Linked DNA regions of Mus musculus: region 2 is linked to region 1. Evidence: chromatin contacts called from public targeted proximity ligation data. All regions are on one chromosome and are shown on one strand. The core of a region is the stretch at or near the end of the contact, and the rest is flanking DNA. Distances in the headings are between cores, read along the strand shown. Region 1 overlaps Sgms1 (sphingomyelin synthase 1). Region 2 overlaps Atad1 (ATPase family, AAA domain containing 1).

What was found.
Region 2: a contact with region 1 is called in a targeted proximity ligation map of the NIH/3T3 cell line, with 5 read pairs. A contact is called at or near these places in 2 of 130 datasets of targeted methods (the NIH/3T3 cell line and embryonic fibroblasts).

What each region holds. Positions count from the first base shown.
Region 1 is chr19:32,301,691-32,308,157 of GRCm38.p6, forward strand. All of the region lies in intron 2 of Sgms1 (sphingomyelin synthase 1), which reads right to left. Among named protein-coding and RNA genes, the nearest start is that of Sgms1, 84 kb to the right of the region's middle.
Region 2 is chr19:32,673,575-32,680,635 of GRCm38.p6, forward strand. It overlaps Atad1 (ATPase family, AAA domain containing 1), which reads right to left. Exons shown (of 10, transcript NM_026487.3): 9 at 3,143-3,276; 10 at 1-790. The coding sequence ends at 670. Among named protein-coding and RNA genes, the nearest start is that of Atad1, 35 kb to the right of the region's middle.

The DNA of each region.
Region 1 (6,467 bases), core at 1,276-3,775:
TCAGTGTGCTAAGGAGTTTTGGTTTATGGTTGCCTCTGTATCTGGCCAAAGTCCCAGTTTCAATCTTAGGCGAGGCAGAGCCATCTTTCTCTAGAGCTACATTTCTTGGACCTAAGATGACAAGAGAGCATCTGAGTCATTATCTTCATCTACTCGAACACTGATGAGACATGCATAAATCCAGAATGAATACAGTAAGCTTGAACAGAAATGGAACCAGAACCAACACGATGTATTTCCCACTAAGTCAGCACTGTGAGAAATGCTCAATGGGAATAAAATAAGATGGATAAGGCCTGTGCCGGGAAGAAGGCTGTCACTGTACATCCAGAGCCTTATGAATCTTCAGACTATTTGATCTACTTCTATTATAAAAATTCAAAATTCCATAATTTTAGTCTAAGAATTTAGGAGGAACCATATAGAACACTGTGCACATATTAAACATTAATATTTTCACACAAAAATAATTAAGATATAATACTAAAGAATGTTCATTAAAGTATCAAATATACAGATATGGCCATGTAGGAAAAAGAAACAAGGCTGACAAAATGATGTCACATAAGCCAGTCTCATTCACTTCGGTAGCCTCAGCAACTCTGAGATCTCCAGCTCACTGTGGCACAGGGACAGTGCTGAAAACATCCACGGTTCTCTCCACTGAAAACAACCAGTGTCAATGTCAGTGGGAGGAAGTGGCTGGTCCTTTGAACTGTGCCTTGGCTATTCTTAGGCAGTGGGCAAATGTTTGCTAAGGGTCTCACACTAGGTTAAGGACACTTGCTGGGCCCTGGCAAGATGTCATTTACATCCCTTTGCTGTTGTGACTTTAGACAGTGACCTGAAAACTTCGCACCTATAAAATCTGGTCTCTCAAGCTTTGTACAGAGGCTTAAACCATCTAGAAGCCTGGGCTCTGTGGATAGTGATGTGTCAGTGCAAAGGTCTGTCACCCTCCCAAGGGACCTCGATTCCCACATCTGCAGAAGGAACCTGTTAGACAAATTTTCGTTTCAAAGGTTCAGCCTGGCAATAAAATGAGAGTCTATAATCTAAGAATTGCCATCAGTCAGAAACCAGAAAGGATGTTGCTCACATTTCATCTATTACATAAACCTTACTGTAACAGCTCTTAATACCTTGTTTTGGATTACCTTCTAAGTGGTGTGTTCGGCCTTGTTCTACTGGGATCATGGGGTAAGGGTGGTTAGAACATTTTATCTTCTTAGTTGTTTGTCTGGTTTTGATGAATGATCTCTTGTATCACAAAGCTGGCCCCATCCTTACTTCAACTTCTCATCCTCCAGCCTCCTCGTCCCAGTTGCTGACAGGAAGGCACTCATGCCCACACTTGGTTTCATGGGCTGCTGAGGATCTAACCCAGGGTCACATCCATGCCAAGCAAGGATTCTATGAGCTAAGCAACATCACTATCTAGCTGCTGTTGCTTTCTTTTAAGTCCTTCCATGTGATGGGTCTCATCAGATAAAGGGGGGGGGGGCGATTTCCTTGTTCCTGCTGAACTCAACACAGCTTCCTTCTCAGCCCTAGCTAAAAGCCTGTACTCAGTCGCCTTACATATCAGGTCACTGGGGACTTAACTGAGCTTTGGGACATGAAGAAGAGCCTGCAGCACAGGAAGAGCCTGCAGTTTCACAGTGAGCTCGGGATGGGCAAGCCTACAGCTCAGAGCCCAGCTTTGCTTGAGCTGCATCACCAATGCTATCACCAATGTCAACAAAGGATGCTTTGTCTTCACCCATCCCAACATCACACATTAAATGAATTTTTCACAGTTGCTAAACACCGGCCACATAGATCATCCTTCTTGCATTACAAGGAGTTTTGTTGTTTCATTGGTTCTAGTCCATTCCCAATCAAAAGCCCAAACAATTTGTTTTAATTCCTTCTTTTATTTGGAAAATTATTTCATTTCTCCCCTCCCTGCCTCTGTCCAATACCCCCATATGCCCCTCCTCCTTGCATTCAAATTCATAGCCTCTTTTTCCTTTAACTATTATTATATACATATATGTATATAAACATATATTCCTAGATATACAAGTACAGCCTGCTCAGTCTGTACAATGTTACTTGTTTGTATGTTTTCAGGATTGACGATTTGGTATTGGATAACCAATTGGTGTGCTCTTCCCTAGGGAACAATATCTTCCCCGCTCCCTGTTGAAAATATCTGCTTTCAACATCTTTATAGTTATCTGATCTCCGAGCTTGTGATTCAAAAATGGAATCTAAGATAGTCAGTCTTATTTCAGAGTTATACCTCCAGACTTTAAAGAGTCATTTTTATGTCACAGCCCCAACAAAATCACAGCAGCCAAAGAGAGGTGAACCTACAGGTGTCAACTCCCAGACTAAACCCGTGTCTCTCCCTGGCCCGTCGGCCCAGTCCAAAGAGTAGGCAAAGAACCATACTGACTTGAGGCTACATCTGCTCGCCCAGAAGCCCTCCCTCCAGCTTGTAAGGGCAGAGAGCCAAGGCCAGACGTGGGAGCAGGGGCCCTTCCTGTCCCAGCTGGGATACAGGCTGCCCCGCCCTGTTCTTTCTAAGAGGAAGTGGGCTGGAAATCCTGTACACTCATTGTTTTATTAATAAAACTTTAGAAGGAGGAAATCTTTAGACAGGGATACATATTCACTTGGAAAACTAGGAGGCTAAGTCCCTAACATTCTTATGTTTCTTGCTGACTTGATTATCTGAGACTTTAGAAACAAAAACAGAATCCTAGTCCATCTTAGCATGACAAGTTGCTGATGACATATTAGACAGACAGCCGTCATTATTATGCATAGCCCCACCCACATCACAGTATATTCTGAGATAGGGAGCGAGCCTTACATGGGTTCAGAAACTCTTGTACTTTCCAGGATGCCGCACTCACAGAAGTCCAGCTAGAATCATTCTATAAACAGATGACCCTAGACTTACAGGTGAGAGGCAGACTTGTAGAAAGCATAAATTCAAAATCAGTCTCTCTCCCTCTTTCCCTCTCCCCACTCTGCCCCCACTTCTCTCAACTCACTATGTAGACCAGCCAGGCCTTCAACTTACAGACATTGCCCTGCCTTTGCCTCTGTCTCTCAAGTGCTAGGAATAAAGGTATTCACTAGCAGCCCCTGGCTCAAAAGACAATTAATGAAACAATTCACTAAGCCAGCGTTACGGCTTCATGAATCAGCTCTTAGACTAGAAAAGCTGTTTCTCACGCCTGAATCCACCTCTTCTAGGATAAGGTAGTTAGGCAAGCCTAAGCATACTGGGTGTTCCGGCAACACACCCACAAGTGGACGAAAGGCCTCTCAGTCTCAAATTTCCTGGGCAAACACTTAATGCTGCTGTGTTGGTGTGGTTTCTACACTGTCTTGGACTATATTAATATTCCTTCTTCCTTTCCACAGATGAGCTGGCCCAAGTCCTCCGGCTCTTACTCATTCCTAATCACTCACTCATTTCCTCTGTTCAGACTGGGATGGGAGGGGCAAATAGCTCTCTGGAACCACTAATGTTTGGACTTAAGATGACTGGCTATTTCATTATTTTGAATTAAAAGGACTAGACTCATCACATTCTTTTGGGGGAAAAGTTGCCAAGTTACCCATACATTTGAATATAGTTTTGCTTACTATTTCAAACTGCTTTAATAACAGAAAGTATGCTCATGGATAGCTCTATAATTAATAAAGACCAAGAAGGGAAACCCCAACATGGAACTCCACTGAAGATAATCCAGTGAGTACTATGACAGATGTCTTTAAGCCCCGTGTCCCCATCACTACTTGACTGCAATGTTCTCATATGCTCATTGAAGTCTGTTTATCAAACATTTTGTGCCATGCTTGTTCAGCATCGTTGACACAAATATACAACAGTCTATTATATAAACAAATTGGAGCATATACTAGAAGCTGTCTGGGTCACATCCCATGTTCACTGTTCATCTTCAGAGCTAATCCTTTCCATAGAAATAACCCTTAGAAATAGGCTCACTGGAGACAAAGGATCCACAAATTGTTTCTCATTTGGACACAAGAGGCCTTTTAGGGGAAAGAAAAAAAAAACAAAAACAAACAAACAAAAAACTTTCTGAGTCTTTCAGCACTTACATTTTGCTCAACCAACTTTGGCTGAATTTTCCAAGTCATCCTGATGCTTTTACTGAGAGCTAAATTTGTAGTTGGTTTCCAAATTCTTGAAATCTGTTAAGCAGTTGGTCATCTCTAGTTAACAAGCTATATTGCTTAGTGTAGCAACTCTATTCTTTGACATAGCATGACATCTTGTCCATTGTGTTGTGGTTGTTGTTTGAGGCAGGATCTCATGGAACCCAGGCAAGCCTGTTTGCTATGTAGACAAGAATGAGCCTGAGCCCCAGTCCTCCTGTCTCTGCCTCCCCAAGTGCTGGCATTACAGGCCATGCAGTATCATGCCCAAAACACATTCTTCTGGGACTGTATTTCAATTCACATTTGTAACGGAATGACTAGTATTAGTCACCCAGTGTCCCGGGATCCTCTGCTTGCCTTAGTTAATTTTCAGATCAAACCCTTTCTATAGCTTTCTGATGATGGGCAAATGACCTTTTCTCTGAAAGCCAAGCTTCAGAGTTAAGAAGCTGTTTCCGTTTCCAAACTCTCCCACTTGCTAAGGTAATGACTTGGGGTTGTATTGAGGACACATCTCTGTGATTCTCAGGTCCCTATCTCCTTTTGTGATGCTAAGACCTAATCTACTTAGCACACAGCCTGTTTATTTTTATAGAATTGGCATGTCAATGTAAGAATAGGCTACAGTTTTTATAAAAGTGTTTTTTAAGCGGGACTGAAACAGCTCAGGATGATTCTCTGGGTCAGAACTCTTGCCCACATTTCAACACCAGGAAGTTTAAGTCTAATAGAGAACCCAAAATGGATGACACCACCCCTAACCCTAACCCTAACCCTAACCCTAATCCTAACCCTAACCCTAACCCTTCCTGAGCATAATTAAGCCCACACTGCCTGTATCCAATGAGCAACTTTTTCAGTACATGCTATGATGAAGCATTGGACTAGACACAGACAAAGCCAAGATTTGGGATGAGGAACCATTCATTGGTCAGGGCTCTCTCAGAGACTGAGGAACATACACCATTCTACACTGATAATATATACTCTGTGAGCATGCTGACCACTACAAATGTCCAGACACTCGAGGTAGGAATGGCAGCCTATCCCATTTAGACTCTGTTCCTAATGTGACGTACCAAGGATGTGCCAAGAACAGTGTCCATCCAGGCATGCATTATAAGGTGGGTACCACAGAGGCAGGCGGATTTCTGAGTTCGAGGCCAGCCTGGTCTACAGAGTGAGTTCCAGGACAGCCAGGGCTACACAGAGAAATCCTGTCTTGAAAAACTAAAAAAGAAAGAAAGAAAGAAAGAAAGAAAGAAAGAAAGAAAGAAAGAAAGAAAGAAAGAAAGAGAAAGAAAGAAGAGGAAGAGGAAGAGGAAGAGGAAGAGGAAGAAGAAGAAGAAGAAGCCGGGCATGGTGGTTTAATCCCAGCACTCGGGAGGCAGAGGCAGGCGGATTTCTGAGTTCAAGGCCAGCCTGGTCTACAAAGTGAGTTCCAGGACAGCCAGGGCTACACAGAGAAACCCTGTCTCGAAAAACCAAAAAGAAGAAGAAGAAGAAGAAGAAGAAGGAGAAGGAGAAGGAGAAGGAGAAGGAGAAGGAGAAGGAGAAGGAGAAGGAGAAGGAGAAGGAGAAGGAGAAGGAGAAGGAGAAGGAGAAGGAGAAGGAGAAGGAGAAGGAGAAGGAGAAGGAGAAGGAGAAGGAGAAGGAGAAGGAGAAGGAGAAGGAGAAGGAGAAGGAGAAGGAGAAGGAGAAGAAGAAGAAGAAGAAGAAGAAGAAGAAGAAGAAGAAGAAGGAAGAAGAAGAAGAAGAAGAAGAAGAAGAAGAAGAAGAAGAAGAAGAAGAAGAAGAAGAAGAAGAAGAAGAAGAAGAAGCAGCAGCAGCAGCAGCAGCAGCAGCAGCAGCAGCAGCAGCAGCAGAGTGAGCTCTACCATGGATGGAAGATAAACCCTGTAAGTTTCTTCAGAGTCCAGTCCCAGACCAAACCTGTTGTGAAACGGTTTCTCCACACCTTGACTTTCCCACCTTCTCTGAGGTGATCTCATGAGCTCATAACACCAAACCTGGACTCACACACACAAAATGCTAGTGTTGGGATTGCTTCTTTTTTGTTACTATAGAGACAGCATCTCACTATATAGTTCTAGTTGGCTTGACACAGTATGATCTAGACCAGGATGGCCTAGAACTCAATGGAGACTTACCTGTGTCACCAGGAATCCCAAGAACGCTATAACTGGTCCCGTCCTGTTTAAATTAAGTCCACTCCTTGTGCCCTGGGCAGCTAGGGAAAGCTATAAATGCCCTGGGGAAGGCAAAGGGATCCACCAACC
Region 2 (7,061 bases), core at 1,142-3,641, 370 kb after region 1:
TCTACTCGGTGTCACAGCAGGATGAGGTGGAATAATCCCTGCTGATCACTGAGCAAACTGTGTTTGTCATCTGATTCTCCTGACAACCACTATACTTGAGACACGTGCATATTCAGATGTAGTTGATTCAACCAACCGCAGAGAAAAATGTTCAACTTAAAAAAACTGCCCAAACACCTAGTGACACCTAGGAATGGCTGAATCTCCCTGGACCTGTCAAATCCTGCCTTAAATCCCAGTTTTGCTACAGACTATCTGGTGCTTTTGGATTCAGTAGTTGGGGGGAAAAAAGCTTCTGAATTCAAACCTATCTACAGAATATTTAAAAAAAGTGGATATATACATTTGATATACACTCATACACACACACTCACATTCATACTCACGTGTCTAGAAACCAGCACCTAACCACACCCCATTCCTCACTAATGACAAATCATTTACTCCATTAAGACCAGCTTAGACTCTATAAGGCTATAACAGCATATGGCTAAAAAGGTCAGACAAGCACCCACACTCAGGCTGCACTCAGTTTCCTCCGCATGATTTCTGACAAGCAATAACACCGTTTATATAACAGAGCAAAGATCTGAGAATATGACCCAAGCCTGGATTTCCCTCACTGCTGTGCAGACGGGAGCACTGGACAGCACAAATGATCCTCAACTCCTAATCTAAACAAACGTGAGTTAGAACATTCTGAAAGGCTGCATCCTTTGACTTCTTCATCTTTTCAATTGCCCGATGCAGGTCCTGCTGTTGCACAGGCCGGATTTCATCTTCATCGTGACTAAAATGCAAACAAAACAATCAAATTGCCAAATCTCTTTATAGAGTATACCTACCTAAAATATTTTACCAAGATTCAAAAGATGCATGTGTTGAAAAATGATTTTGTTTTTAATTACACAAGAGAGTAACAACAGTTTCTTCCTCCTTCAAGAGCCCAAAGAGAATGGCAACGCAATGAACCCATTCTAGGTGGTGTCTCTATGAGTGTATGAAAGACGCTGTTTTAAGATTGATTGATTGATTGATTGATTGATTGATTGATTTTCGAGACAGGGTTTCTCTGTGTAGCCCTGGCTGTCCTGGAACTCACTCTGTAGACCAGGCCGGCCTCGAACTCAGAAATCCGCCTGCCTCTAACCCCCAAGTGCTGGGATTAAAGGTGTGTGCCACCAACGCCCGGCTTAAGATTTATTTTTATTTTACTTTATGTGTATGAGCGTCTGTCCACATGTCCATATGTACACTGTGTGTGTGTCTAGAGCCTGGGCATAAGAGGGCAGCAGGTTCCCTGGACCTGGAGTTACAGACAATATTGAACCACAGTGTGGGTGAGCCAGTGCACTGAGCCAGCCCCTTGAAAGACAGCTTTTAAAAGCACCAAGGAGTAGGAGGTAGCAAAGCAAAATGGCTGTATAAGTCACTTCACACCAAGAATGTAAGAGCAGCACATTTTCATTAAAGAAAGCTATTCAAACGGATGCATAATTCTAATCAGGAAATCAAGTTACTCTTGTGAATAGAGAACCAAAATCTAGCATTCCTAGACATATACAGACATTTATGTGCGTGAGTAGCCTTTTATAAGATAGAAGTAGAACTTAACACTCAATTTGAAAAAAACAAATAATTCAAATCCCCTTCACTTTACCAAAAACAAAACAAGACAACAACAGCAAACCCCTGGTATATTCTGCTACTTGACAGTTTACAGACACTTGGGGAAAAAATGTTTCGAGGAAAACAGGATGATTCAAGTCTAATGACCGGATTTTCCCACTGAAATTTTCAGAGCTTTCCAAGGTTTTTCTTTCATTATTAATGTAATTAATTAAGTACAGTTTATATGCTATTTGTTTCTTTTATTTTTTTCTGCGAGAAGAAAGACCTTTGGAAGGTAGATTTCTGATGATGTTAACATGCTGAAATAGCTGGAATTATACATGGGCAGTACACACATGGGATGCATCTCTCACATGGGGCAGGAGGAAGCAGTATGGTGCTACTGTCTGGCAGGGACCTCGTACAAAAGTGAATGAGTTTTAACAGAAGCTTACTATGGCACTCACTATAATTAAATGCATCGATATAACAGGTTGGCAAGTCAGGGTTACATGGTATGAAAACTTCAGAGCAAGAGAAGAGTTGGCAAACTCCTTTAACATGACCTCAAAGGTATACTGGTTTACTAAAAAAATTCTTTATCAGAGAGCTGACACTCTAAAAAGATACAAGGTGTGGTATGGTGCAGCTTCGGGAGAAAGGCCTTTTCAGAATCTTTCTCAAAGGAGTTAATTCAGGGCTAACTTACTTTTGCTGAAATAAGGATGACAAAGTTGATTTCCCAAACTCACCACATTTACAAAGTGGTTCCAAGTGAAAGTGACTGACATGCGAGTCATGTTACATGTTAGTAACTGCATTACTGTTAAGTAGCAGCCCTGTCCACACTGCTCCACACACTTTTGTTATGTATGAAGTTTCTGAAAGATACATACTCATTTCTACACAGAAAGGAATTTTAAGGTACAGAAACAATCTATAGATTCTAGAGAACCCCGTTTTCCTAACAAAGAGGGCAAGCCTGGGTTTTTGTGACTCACCCCATTGCTTATCAAATAAAACTCAGCATTTTGCCCCTTAATTCTAGAACATCCCCACAGCAGTTTTTCCATTTAGAGACTTCTTTAGGAAGACGGCAACAAGGGCTGGGGAGTAGCTCAAGAGGTAAAGCACTTGCTAGGCCACCATGAGGACTTGAGTATCATCTCACATTTAAAAAAAAAAGGTGGAGTGTGCCTGTTATCCCAGGAGTGTGAAGGCTGTGACAGAAGGGTCCCTAGATCTCGCTGAACAGCCAATCTAGTATAACTAGAGACCTCTGGGTCAGTAAGACCCCATCATTTCAAAAGCTAAGGTGGTAAGGCACTCAACATCAGCCTGCATGCACACAGATGAGCATATATCCATATACATACACAAACACATACAGGAAAATGCCAATAAATAATAAAGGCACAAGTTGCTAATTCAATTGTCTTTTTCTGTAAGTAATCTAGTATAAAGCAAAACAACAATAATCACCTCATCAAAAGTGTTTGACAGATACCAGAAATTGAGTCTACACAGTTACCTCTCTTCTGATGTAGAATTGACATATTCCCTGACACAGAGGAGGGCGGCATCCCGACACATTTCTTTTAGGTCACTTCCTGAAAATCCATCAGTTTCCTGGGCAACTTCTAGAAGATCTACGTGTCTATCCACCTTAAATAAACATGAAATATGTTTATAATGAATATACAAAATTAAGCAAAATACTTACAAAATATCCATCTGAGAATTAATGTTCAGAATGTTGTAACACCCAAGTAAAGAGAAATGGCTAGCTATTAGTACCATAAAACTATAATTAAAAAAAATTTTTTTTCATTATTTGTCATTACATCTGAAACATGTGCACATGTCTTTACACTTAAAATTCCTTTCTAGCACAATGGTACCTGAATACTAATTCAATTTAGCACTTGGTTTTGTCCTTCCATCTAAGCTTACAGGGCTTGGGGAAACTTAAAACACACCAATGTACAACAAGGAAAAAATAAACAAGAAAATCAATGTATTCATGTTTACTATCCACAATCTAAGGTCTCATTTCCAATGCTAAGCAGCTTATACATATAATTTTCATTTAATCCTGCAAGTAAGCAGCACAATTTTCATACTCTATTAATAGTCTGAAGGCTGGGCAAGGGTAGACAAGTCATAGAAGCAGGATATGAAGAGACAGCAGACGTCCACCCCTAGGTTCTCCCCATATACCCATTTGCCACGATAATTTTCTTCACTCCTAAGGAATGGATGCCACCTTTATTACTCAATTTCTAATTATGGAATATTTTGTTTTAAGAATAGTAATTCTATACAGGGAAAAAAGATAAAAATAAGTTGGGTTCCGTGACACATGCCTGTTATTCTATCACCCCAGCAGCACTCAGGAGGCACATCAGGAGGGATTGAAGGCTAGCCTGGGCTACCTATTAAGTACCAGGCCAGCCAACAGCTGAGGCTACACAAAGTACCTACCTTTTTCAAACAAACAAATTTTAAAAGGAGACATTATAAAATTCTTAAAGAATGATTTGAAAAATTTTGGCTTAAGATGTTCTTTGAAGGTCTAAAATTCTGTGCTGAATCTACCTGGCCCTGCGTTTTTTTAATTGGGAGATTTAAACATTTTTATATTTATTTAATTTTACATGTATAAATGTTTTGCCTGTATAGATATATGTTCAGTGTGTATGCCTGATGACCACGGAGGTCAGAAGAAGGCATCAGATCCTTGGAACTAGAGTAGAACGGATGTGAGCCATCATGTGGATGCAAGAGCAAGTAGTCTAATTCACTGAACCGTCTCCAGCTCCTTCTGGGAGATTTTTAATACCGTTTCATGTTCATTGCTTGCTATAGAGAGGTTTAAACGACTTCTCCGTCTTGGTTTAAATTTAGTAAGTCATGTAAACAGTTATCTACTTCTATACATTGCCTAGTTTAGCACAGTTTTAAACCTACTGCCGGCACGGTTTCTGAACTCCCTCAGTGCTGTGACAGTGCCTCCCTTCCCATCTCTGACTTTAATCAGTCAGGTCTTCTCTTTCTTTCTTTTTTTTTTTTAAGATTTATTTATTTAAGTAAAGTATATGTAAGTACACTGTAGCTGTCTTCAGACACTCCAGAAGAGGGAGTCAGATCTCGTTACGGATGGTTGTGAGCCACCATGTGGTTGCTGGGATTTGAACTCTGGACCTTCAGAAGAGCAGTCGGATGCTCTTACCCATTGAGCCATCTCACCAGCCCAAGGTCTTCTCTTTCTACTAACTGGACTAAAGGCTTATCAATCTTTTCAAAGAAAGAACTGTTTGTTTCACTGATTCTTTGTAATTTTTGTTTGTTTCTTTCTATTTCATTAATCTCTGTCCTGATTTTAGCTATTTCACATGGTCCACTGCTCTGGGCATTTTTTTTTCTTTCTTACTTTCCAATGTCCTAAAAGGCATCATCAGGTTATTTGAGATCTAAATTTTAATGCAGGAACATAGAATGGTAAGCTTCCTTCTTTGGACTGTTTCCTTGGATCCCATAGGTTTTGGAATGCTAATTTTATTTCCACTAATTCTAGGAATGTTTTAAGTTTTCTTCATTTCAACAACACATTCATCATTCAACTGTGCAACTATGACCTTCAAATCAGTGTCATCCTTTTAAATAGAAATGCTAAATGAAGAGAAATTGGGTGGAGCTGGTGAGATGGCTCAGTGGTTAAGAGCACTGGCTGCTCTTCCAAAGATCCTGAGTTCAATTCCCAGCAACCACATAGTAGGCCCTGACTATCTGTAAATAGATATGATGCCCTCTTCTTGCATGTAGGTGTACATACAGCCAGAGTGCTTATACATATAATAATAATAATAGTAATAATAATAAACAAGTACTTTTTTAAAAACAGGAATTTAGTTATTTGTATTTGATAAAAAGGCAACAAAGGAAAGAACGACTATCCGCACAACAATCTTGAATTTAGGTACAGAAAGCAGGAGGGAAGTCCTAAGTACAGACTCTGTGAGACACAGGACACGAGTACAGTAAGGCTGGGAAGAAGGCAGAGGCTGGACATTACATACACATCTCATGCAATGTTGCAGTACTACCAAGCCTATGTGAATTCAAAATCAATACAGAAAGAGAAAAAAGGAAATATGAAATATAAAACACTACTGAACATGAGACTTCAGAGGGGACAGAAAGCAAAAAGAAGGCACATTTCATGAGAAGAACTAAATGAAGAACAAATCAATTCAAGCTTATAATTATAACACAGTAACTGCAAACAACTAAACTAAGACAAGATATAGACATGATAAAATTATGGCTGTGGATTAGAACAGTCACATAGGCTGAAAGAAGCAGGCTTTATGTTCTACTTGAAAGAAAAATGTATAGTTGAAAATAAATGGTAGAAAATTATATGTAAGGTAAATATTAAGGGAAGTGAATATAATACTTTTAGTTGCGTTAGGTCAGATTTAGGTGGATTAGAGTATAATATTTATTCAAAATGTATAGTTGGGGAAATATGTCATTGCAGAATGATAAAAATTTCACTAGAAAAAGAAATCCATCTGTACCTGTATATACACCTATCATTTCAGAATATAAAAAGCAAACATTAACTATGAAGCAAATGAGAAAGATTTTTTGTTAAGAGGGTGGTAACATATCTTTCTTAAATGAGAACAGCTTACACAATAAACTCTGATTCTACTTAGTAACATGAAAGCATGATAATGCTGCCTTTATTAAATGTAGGATATTAATGTGAGGCTTTTAAAAGCAAAATAAAGGGCTGGAGAGATGGCTCAATGGTTAAGAGCACTGACTGCTCTGCCAGAGGTCCTGAGTTCAATTCCCAGCAACCACATATCTAGCTCACAACCATCTGTAACAGGATCGGACGCCCTTCTTCTGGTGTGTTGAAGACAGCTACAGTGTGTGTATGTGTGTATGTGTGTGTGTGTGTGTATATACTCTGCTGCTACAAACATGTTATAGGCCTGGTGGCATTGAGAGCCTTTAATCGTAGCACTCTGGAGGTAGAGGTAGGGATTTCTGAGTTTGAGGCCAACCTAGTCTATAGAGTGACTTCTAGGACAGCCAGGGTTATACAGAGAAACCCTGTTTTGAAAGGGAAAAAAAAGCTATAAGCTGTCTACTTATACAATATACCATATACATAAAGTCTTGCTCCTGTGGTGGTTTGCTTGTTCATGTGGTGATTTCCTGTGGCAGGGTCTTGCTATTATAACCCAGGTTAGCCTTCAACTTTCAGTTCTCTTGCCTCAGCTTCACAAATGGTAAAACCTGGTTGAGTGTACCACCATGACAAGCTTAAACTATTTTAAATTAAATAATTATATTGGTTACCTCAACTATCTTCTAATTACTTCTAGGAATAATATATGGACACCAGTTCAGAAGATTTGCACACTTACTGT